2 separate regions of the Mus musculus genome follow, and region 1 is linked to region 2. The links are chromatin contacts, called in public HiChIP or PLAC-seq maps. All regions are on one chromosome and are shown on one strand. The core of a region is the stretch at or near the end of the contact, and the rest is flanking DNA. Distances in the headings are between cores, read along the strand shown.

Region 1 (3,653 bases), core at 881-3,380, 85 kb before region 2:
CGTGGACTTTGACGACAGGTTGTTTTTTGCTTGGTATACTGTTTTCAGTGTAGCACGCAGCAACGGCACCTCATTCGCTGTGTGGCTAACTGATGTTCTAAGATGACTATTGTTAATGCGTTCGTCTGCTGGTCTGTTGGCGAGTACTCAGGTTGCTTCCTTTGGTAGTTTCTTCTGTTTTTTTGAGAGAAAAGTGGCCTCTTCCTTCTCTTCAGTGGTTTCTATGGCTGCCAGTTACAGTTTCCATTCGCTGCTTCAAATGCAGGAATCTGGACCTAATGGTGGTGTGGGCATAGTGTGGATAGACAGGTCGGATACTTGGCCAGCGTCATCAGCAGAGACCAGTCAGGCAGTGCTCATGAGTTTTGTAGTTAAACATTCTGGTTTGAATCATGGCTGTGCCACTGAATGAGATTAGGTAACCAGCAAGCTCTCATTTCCTTGTTTGTGGAGTCTCTTCTGACTGTTTCCTTAGACTCAGAACTATGCTAGAAAGGGGTTGGAGCTCAGCAGTGCAGAGGGACCTTATTATCACTGTAAAAGCAAGTAAGTACGCAAGTAAATATGTAAAAGTTATAAAATAAGTGCTCAAGTTGTCCGTTTTTAGAATAGTACCTTCAAGCCTTCCCTCTCATCAACTGCAGTGGGCAAGTATGTGTGTGCGTGTGCTATGTGAGTTTATATAGATTGCATGAGTGAAGAAGGTGTCTGTGAAGTCCACAGGAGGATGCCATATCTGCGGAAACTGTAGTTATAGGGAATTGTGAGCAACCATGTAGGTGTTGGGAACCTAACCAGGGTCCTCTGCAAGAACAGCAGCTAATGCTCTTAACCATACAGTCACCTGCCCAACCCCCTCGTAGCCCCAATTCACCTTCCTCTAGTTTTATGCTCTGGCCCCTGCTTCATCAGGTCCTTTGAGAATGGCTCTCATGCCTGAGGTACCTGCCATTGTTTGGAAAAGATAGAGAGGGTGCATGTCTTATTCAGAACAAGATGGGCTACTTCTTTCAAGGGATTTACTTAAAGGTTGTCTCCCTGAGCTAAATTTCTAAAATCTACTTGTATATTTCTTGAGATTATGCTACAATTGTATCATTTCCTTCTCCCTTCATCCCTTCAAATCCTCCTCCCGCACACGCGCCCCCATTAAATTCGTGGCCTGGAACTTTCTATGTAAATAGGGCTGGCCTCCAAGTCACAAATCTGTCTGCCTGCACGTGCCTCCTGAGGGCTGGGCTTGACGGCATGGAGCACCACCCTGGCTGTATATTTGGGGTTTGTACACGAAGCCTGAAATATTAGCGCCCCCCCCCCATTAGTTGGATGAGAAATGAAATGTTAGTTTGGCCCTAACTCTATTTGTAGGTTGTTGCTCATAACAATTCCTCTGGCTGAAGAAGTTAGTCGTTATTGTGGAAATTATAAAGAACCCTTGAGGATGTAGCTTCAGATTTTAGGTAAAATTTCCTGCACATGCAGATCAACCATTGTAAAAAAAGTATTTTAAAGTAAGGTTTTCGCCAGGCAGTGGTGGCGCACGCCTTTAATCCCAGCACTCAGGAGGCAGAGGCAGGCGGATTTCTGAGTTCGAGGCCAGCCTGGTCTACAGAGTGAGTTCCAGGACATCCAGGGCTATACAGAGAAACCCTGTCTCGGAAAACAAACAAAATAAAATTAACGTTTTTGGATACATATAATTTTATATTTACAGTCACTGGTCTTTAGAGAGAAGCGAAAATATTTTTTTTTCTAAAAATAAAGAAATAAATCCAAACAGTTTCTACCTCCACACTCTTTGTGGGAGGTGAATGAAAAGCTCAGTTGGGTCTGTAAGTCTAGAGTCCCTTGCGCCAGGCTAGTGGGCCAGGCCCGGCTTCAGCTCCTTTGCAGTCCGTTGATCTATGCTCATGCATGCGCTGTGAGATGGTCACTTTCCGACTAACCATATTTTGTGTAGGAGATGCTGATAGAAGACTATCATTAACTCTGTCCTTCCTACCACTAGATTGTGACCCTTTGTAGTTAAACAGAATTTAGACACGAAGTGAGAATGGACATCTCTTACAGGGAGGCTTCTGGGCCTCTTGGTCTCTATCTCGGCCCTGCAAAAGGAAGGCTTAGTCATGGAGTCATTAACCATTCTTGTTACCTCAGGCTTAGGCACCATGAGTCAGCTTCCCCTCGCTTGCTCTGCTTCAGAGGTTTCCTGATTTACATGTAAACTCCTGTTCACCTGCCCAGCAGGGCTCAGGCATGTGAGCAGGGCTCAGGCATGTGACCAGGGCATCACCTGGAGTGGCAGTCCTGGGCCCTGGTTTACATAGAGCCTAGCAGGACTGCAGAGAGAGCAAGGGGGAAATTCTTACCATCCTGTTATTTCTGTCCTCAGATGAATGCATAATACAAAAGGGAGTGGAAAATTTTAGAATTTTTTATCTGATGCTATTACCTAAGTAGTTTTATTTTCTTATATTACTGATGCTCATTTTCAGAGCTAGAGGAAGAAACAAAACTTCAGGCCAATTTTATATGTTATTTTGAGGAGACTACTCCTTTTATAAGTAGCCTTTCCTCAAATATCATCCTTTAAGTTATTGTAAAAATAGCAAAATAATGAAATGGGATTTAAAATAAAAAATAAAAAAAAAACCGTGTGTGTGTGTGTGTGTGTGTGTGTGTGTGTGTGCGTGTGTGAACCCTGCCACAGGCTAGGTGAGTACTTTGCCTGTGAAGCTGGAAATTTCTTTGGGGGTTAAGGTGGGCAGGTTCTGCAGCCCAGCAAACAGTGATCTTCAGCATCTTTTCTTGCAAGGCTTTAGTAGCCTCAGGGAGTAGGCAGGAGACATGGGTGCATGGGCTTGTGTTTGTGACCCGGAGGAGCCCCGCCCCCCCTAAGATCAAAGGCACTTATTTTAGTTTGGGAAAGATATGAAACCTTTTTTTTTTTTTTTTTTTTTTTTTGAAAAATAAACACTAACATTCATTAAATAAGGCTAAGTACGGTGGTACATACCTGTGATCCTAGCCCTCAGAAGTCTGAGGCAGGAGAATTCATAGTTTGAGGCAGGTTTGGGCTGCCTAGTGAGAAAGACTCTTATCTCAAAACAGAACAAAACAAAAAGAAAAGAGAAACTGGGAGGCCGAGGCCTTTGCTGCCTTCAGACTTGATAATGGTGTAGGAGTTGGGAAACACCTTTTCTTTTCCTTGAGCTGTTCTTTGAACTATTTGGCAGAGATAACTGCAAGACTGTGTCATCTCATTGGAATTTTTCTTGGTACTGTTTGAAATAGATACACTCCTTCTAAATAACCATTTTTCCCCCCAGCCTCTGAAAATTCACATTGTCTCTGCTCTTGTGAGGGTTATACACATTCTGCCAGCTGGGGAAGACACTGGCAAGAATGGGCTTGTCGCCTGAGGTACTGAAGCGTACCAGTGGCCAACGTTGACTCCAGTGGCAGTGTCTTAGAATTTGCTCATTTGGTTTTCTTTGCTGCGGAGGGTGCAGCTCATAAAAAGCTTCTCCAAACTGTCTTAACCGTAGGCCTTTACCACAAACATGGCTCAGGGGATATGAAAAAGCAAGGAGAACCTGACCTGGGCGTGAAACCTTTGTAAATCTCATAGATGACAAGCTCACGTGGCCTCA
Region 2 (3,233 bases), core at 498-2,997:
TTGCCTGGCATGCATGAGGCCTTAGGTCTCATCCCCATATTTCATCATTCAGAATTTCTGTCTGTCTGTCTCTCAACTTGGCATACTTCCTTAAGTTTAGTTTCTAAATTTAGCATTATGTTTTTGAAGCAACAGCATCGAGCTTTTGAGGGCCTGCGCTGTTAACTATTTTCAAGGCAATTCCATACTGTTTCCCCTCTGTCCTCTCTTTAATTGGCACTTGGGGGTGGGGATGGGGGCAGGAGAGCAAAGCTTGTAAACAAAACTGCTGACTAAGGTTGGCCTTTCGTTTCCAGGGCAACAGGGACACAGATGGAGGGAGGCAGGCACAGGATTCTTTCAGCAGGTTTTACAGATTTCTGTCAAGCTTGACAGCCACTCTGGGGGTGGGGGTAGGGTCAGCTGCCCAGCCTCACACAGCCATTTCAGATCCATGCTGCCAAGGAGAGCCGTGCTCCTCTCAGGGAAGATTTAAAGGGCTGTTTTCTGTCTTGAGTTTTTAAGAGATTTTTCAGAACTTAAAAACATACCTAGCAAAGCGTATAGGGCAATCAGTGGCTGCTACATAGCCCTTGGAACATGAGGTATAGTTATTAGGAAAGCACACTGTAGAGTTAGGTTTCAGGGTTGACTAAGGCATTTGACTGGTCCTGTTGTCCTACGTTCACCATATATCCCTAAGTCATCTGTAGTAAGATGGCTGTTTTAAGTTCATCCATTCATATATTTACTCAACACATGTTCTTATCACACATGTTGGGATGGAAAGTGGTGAATTTGTCTAGGAGTTGAGGGCGTCTATTGTGTTCCCCCACAAAGGAAGGTAGTGTATGTCTATCTCGTAGGTTAGCGCTCTGGAAGCAAAGGACCACTGCCTGCTACAGGTCAGCCTGGTCTACATAGCAAATTCTGGCTAACCAGAGCTACATGATGAGTCTTTGGTCCGGGTAAGGGTGGAAATGGGAAGAAAAGAAAAAGGGTGCCAGTTCAAATCTTTTTAGAAAAGACTCCCCGGCTCCATCACTCCAAACCAACCTCTTCCGTGATACGTACTTGTCCCTTTAAATAAATATGTTCATAATAAAAAGTCCTTTCGAAAACAAATTGGTCATTGTTTTAAACTGGAGGCTTATTTTGTACTAAGGAAAATGAGATCACAGAGGCATGAGGAAGTATTCCATTTCAAAAAATCTACTTTACATTTTTGTTTAAGTCAGAAGTATATCTACATTTTTCCTTCCTTCAAGTGATTCTTAGGCGATAACAGGCTTTGGATAATAATTACAGACTCAACAAATGTTTCCTCCAAAGTATCAGAGTTTCGAATCTGCACTTTTCTAGAGCCAGTCTGGCAGCTGAGTGTGTGCGAGGTGTTTCAAAGAGACACTCCAGGAAATGTGGCAGTGAATTTCTAGAATCGATTGGTACAGGCTTTCAACAAAAGAGATTGACACCAGATCCCCCCCCACCCCCCCTCTTCCCAGGCAGTCTGCCTCTGCAGTCTCCGTGGCTTTGAGAAAGAAAGAGTGAGCTGCACCTCTGCACTGAAATAGCCGCTTTAACGGTGGGATTTTAAAATACCGCTTTCATTTCATTTGTTTCTACTCGCCCCACCCTTCATAATTAAAACAATTCGGTCTTCCATTTTTGTAGAATCCCGGCTACACACTTAAATCAAGCTGAGCACCCTCAGAAGAGGTTATTATCATTCAGTTAGCTCCCTTTGAAGTACATTCCAGCCGAGGCAGGAGCTGGCTGGTGGGAGGTGCCCTGCGAGCCAAAAACACTCACTCGGAGCCAGGCCCCGCTCTCCATTGCCTTTTACTTTCTAGCTTCTTCTGTTGATTTATTCCACAGAGCTGCAGGCCAGTGGGGGAACTAGAGGGGAGGAAGCTTCCAGAACTTCTTAACTCACAAATTGTCTCTGCCTTTCATTATCCTCTGCGTCCACCGCACAGCTTCTCAGCCCTAGGAGGGTGCCTTTTGAATCCATAAATGACGTTTGGTTTTGTTGTTTAAGGGAGCTAACAGATTACCAGTAACTCACTCCAAAGACTCTGTTTTACAAAGGGTTTCCATTCCCAGCTTGTATGTGAAGAAATGTTGGGGGCAGGAGGAGGGAGGGCTGCAGCTTTTCAGAACTTTCTGAGACTGGCCTTTAAAACCGAACCTTAAAACTTTGCTAAATGTGGTGTGAATTCCCGGGATACTAGCTCCACCCATATACATCGAAAAGGATCATAAAACATTTCCAATCCCATCTTCCTCCCGGCTCGGGGAGGAAAAACTGTGCTCAGTGCTGTTGAATAGGCTGGTTCGTTAAGTTCTCTTCTAAACAAGCTGAATGAGGTCATGGGGTTGGTATTTCCATTTTATAGCTGGGAAAACAGGATCAGAGAAATGAAGTAACTTGCCCAAGTTTCATCTCCAGTAGTAGGTGAAAGGGTTTGAATTTGAGGCCTGCCAACTTCAGTCCTCACTGCCTTCTCCCTGGTACTGTCTGTGGAAATTACCGGAATAGCCTCAGAGGTCAAACTGCCTGGATTTAGACACTGGCTCCACCTGCTGTTAGCTACAGGGCTCTGGGAAAACCACTTAACTCTCTCTGGCCCTGTTTCCTCATCAGTAAACTAAGTTAATGGAGTCCTGTGTTCAGGCTTCACATGTTTTTTTTGCAAAGTCTAGTCAAGTCTCTTTGCCTCGCAAATCTTTCTGTGCCGTCCATGACACCTTCTATTGTTTGTCTCACTGTGTTCTTTGATCTATGTCCAACAAGATGCTTCATAAAGCATCTTAAATGAACTGTCAAGGATTTAGTCCAAGGGGCTGCAGAGATGTTTAAGAGCACTGACTGCTTGTCCAAAGACCCAGAGTTCAGACCTCAGTACTCACATGGTAGTTTAAAACCAGCTCTTATGCTAGTTCCAAGGGGGTCCCCCATCTTCTTTTTTGAATAGCTTAGGCACTGCACACATTTGGTGAACAAACATACCTGCAGGCAAACAAACAACCCCCCCAACCCATACATGTAAAAATAAATAAATAGCATTTTTTAAATTAAAATTTTTAAAGATTTATTTATTTATTATATGTAAGTACACTATAGCTGTGTTCAGACACCCCAGAAGAGGGCGTCAGATCTCATTACAGATGATTGTGAGCCACCATGTGGTTGCTGGGATTTGAACTCAGGACCTTCGGAAGAGCAGTCAGTGCTCTTAACTGCTGAGCCA

The links. HiChIP or PLAC-seq counts read pairs in DNA pulled down with a chosen protein or histone mark.
Region 1: a contact with region 2 is called in an H3K27ac HiChIP or PLAC-seq map of embryonic stem cells, with 6 read pairs. The contact joins two enhancer-like sites. A contact is called at or near these places in 1 of 15 datasets of contacts at CTCF or cohesin (the NIH/3T3 cell line), 20 of 484 Hi-C or Micro-C datasets (Sertoli cells, adipose-derived mesenchymal stem cells, brown adipocytes and 13 more) and 8 of 115 datasets of contacts at active chromatin or transcription factors (craniofacial prominence, embryonic fibroblasts, embryonic forebrain and 3 more).

What each region holds. Positions count from the first base shown.
Region 1 is chr3:57,554,323-57,557,975 of GRCm38.p6, reverse strand. The region is part of intron 2 of Wwtr1 (WW domain containing transcription regulator 1); the gene reads left to right. Among named protein-coding and RNA genes, the nearest start is that of Wwtr1, 20 kb to the left of the region's middle. Within about 2 kb of position 2,130, at least 82 of the 459 cell types and tissues checked have an H3K27ac peak or open chromatin away from gene starts, as enhancers often do. A contact at or near this core is called in embryonic fibroblasts, embryonic stem cells, muscle stem cells and 3 more, where this site is marked.
Region 2 is chr3:57,469,720-57,472,952 of GRCm38.p6, reverse strand. The region is part of intron 4 of Wwtr1 (WW domain containing transcription regulator 1); the gene reads left to right. Among named protein-coding and RNA genes, the nearest start is that of Tm4sf4, 46 kb to the right of the region's middle. Within about 2 kb of position 1,747, at least 150 of the 459 cell types and tissues checked have an H3K27ac peak or open chromatin away from gene starts, as enhancers often do. A contact at or near this core is called in embryonic fibroblasts, embryonic stem cells, muscle stem cells and 3 more, where this site is marked.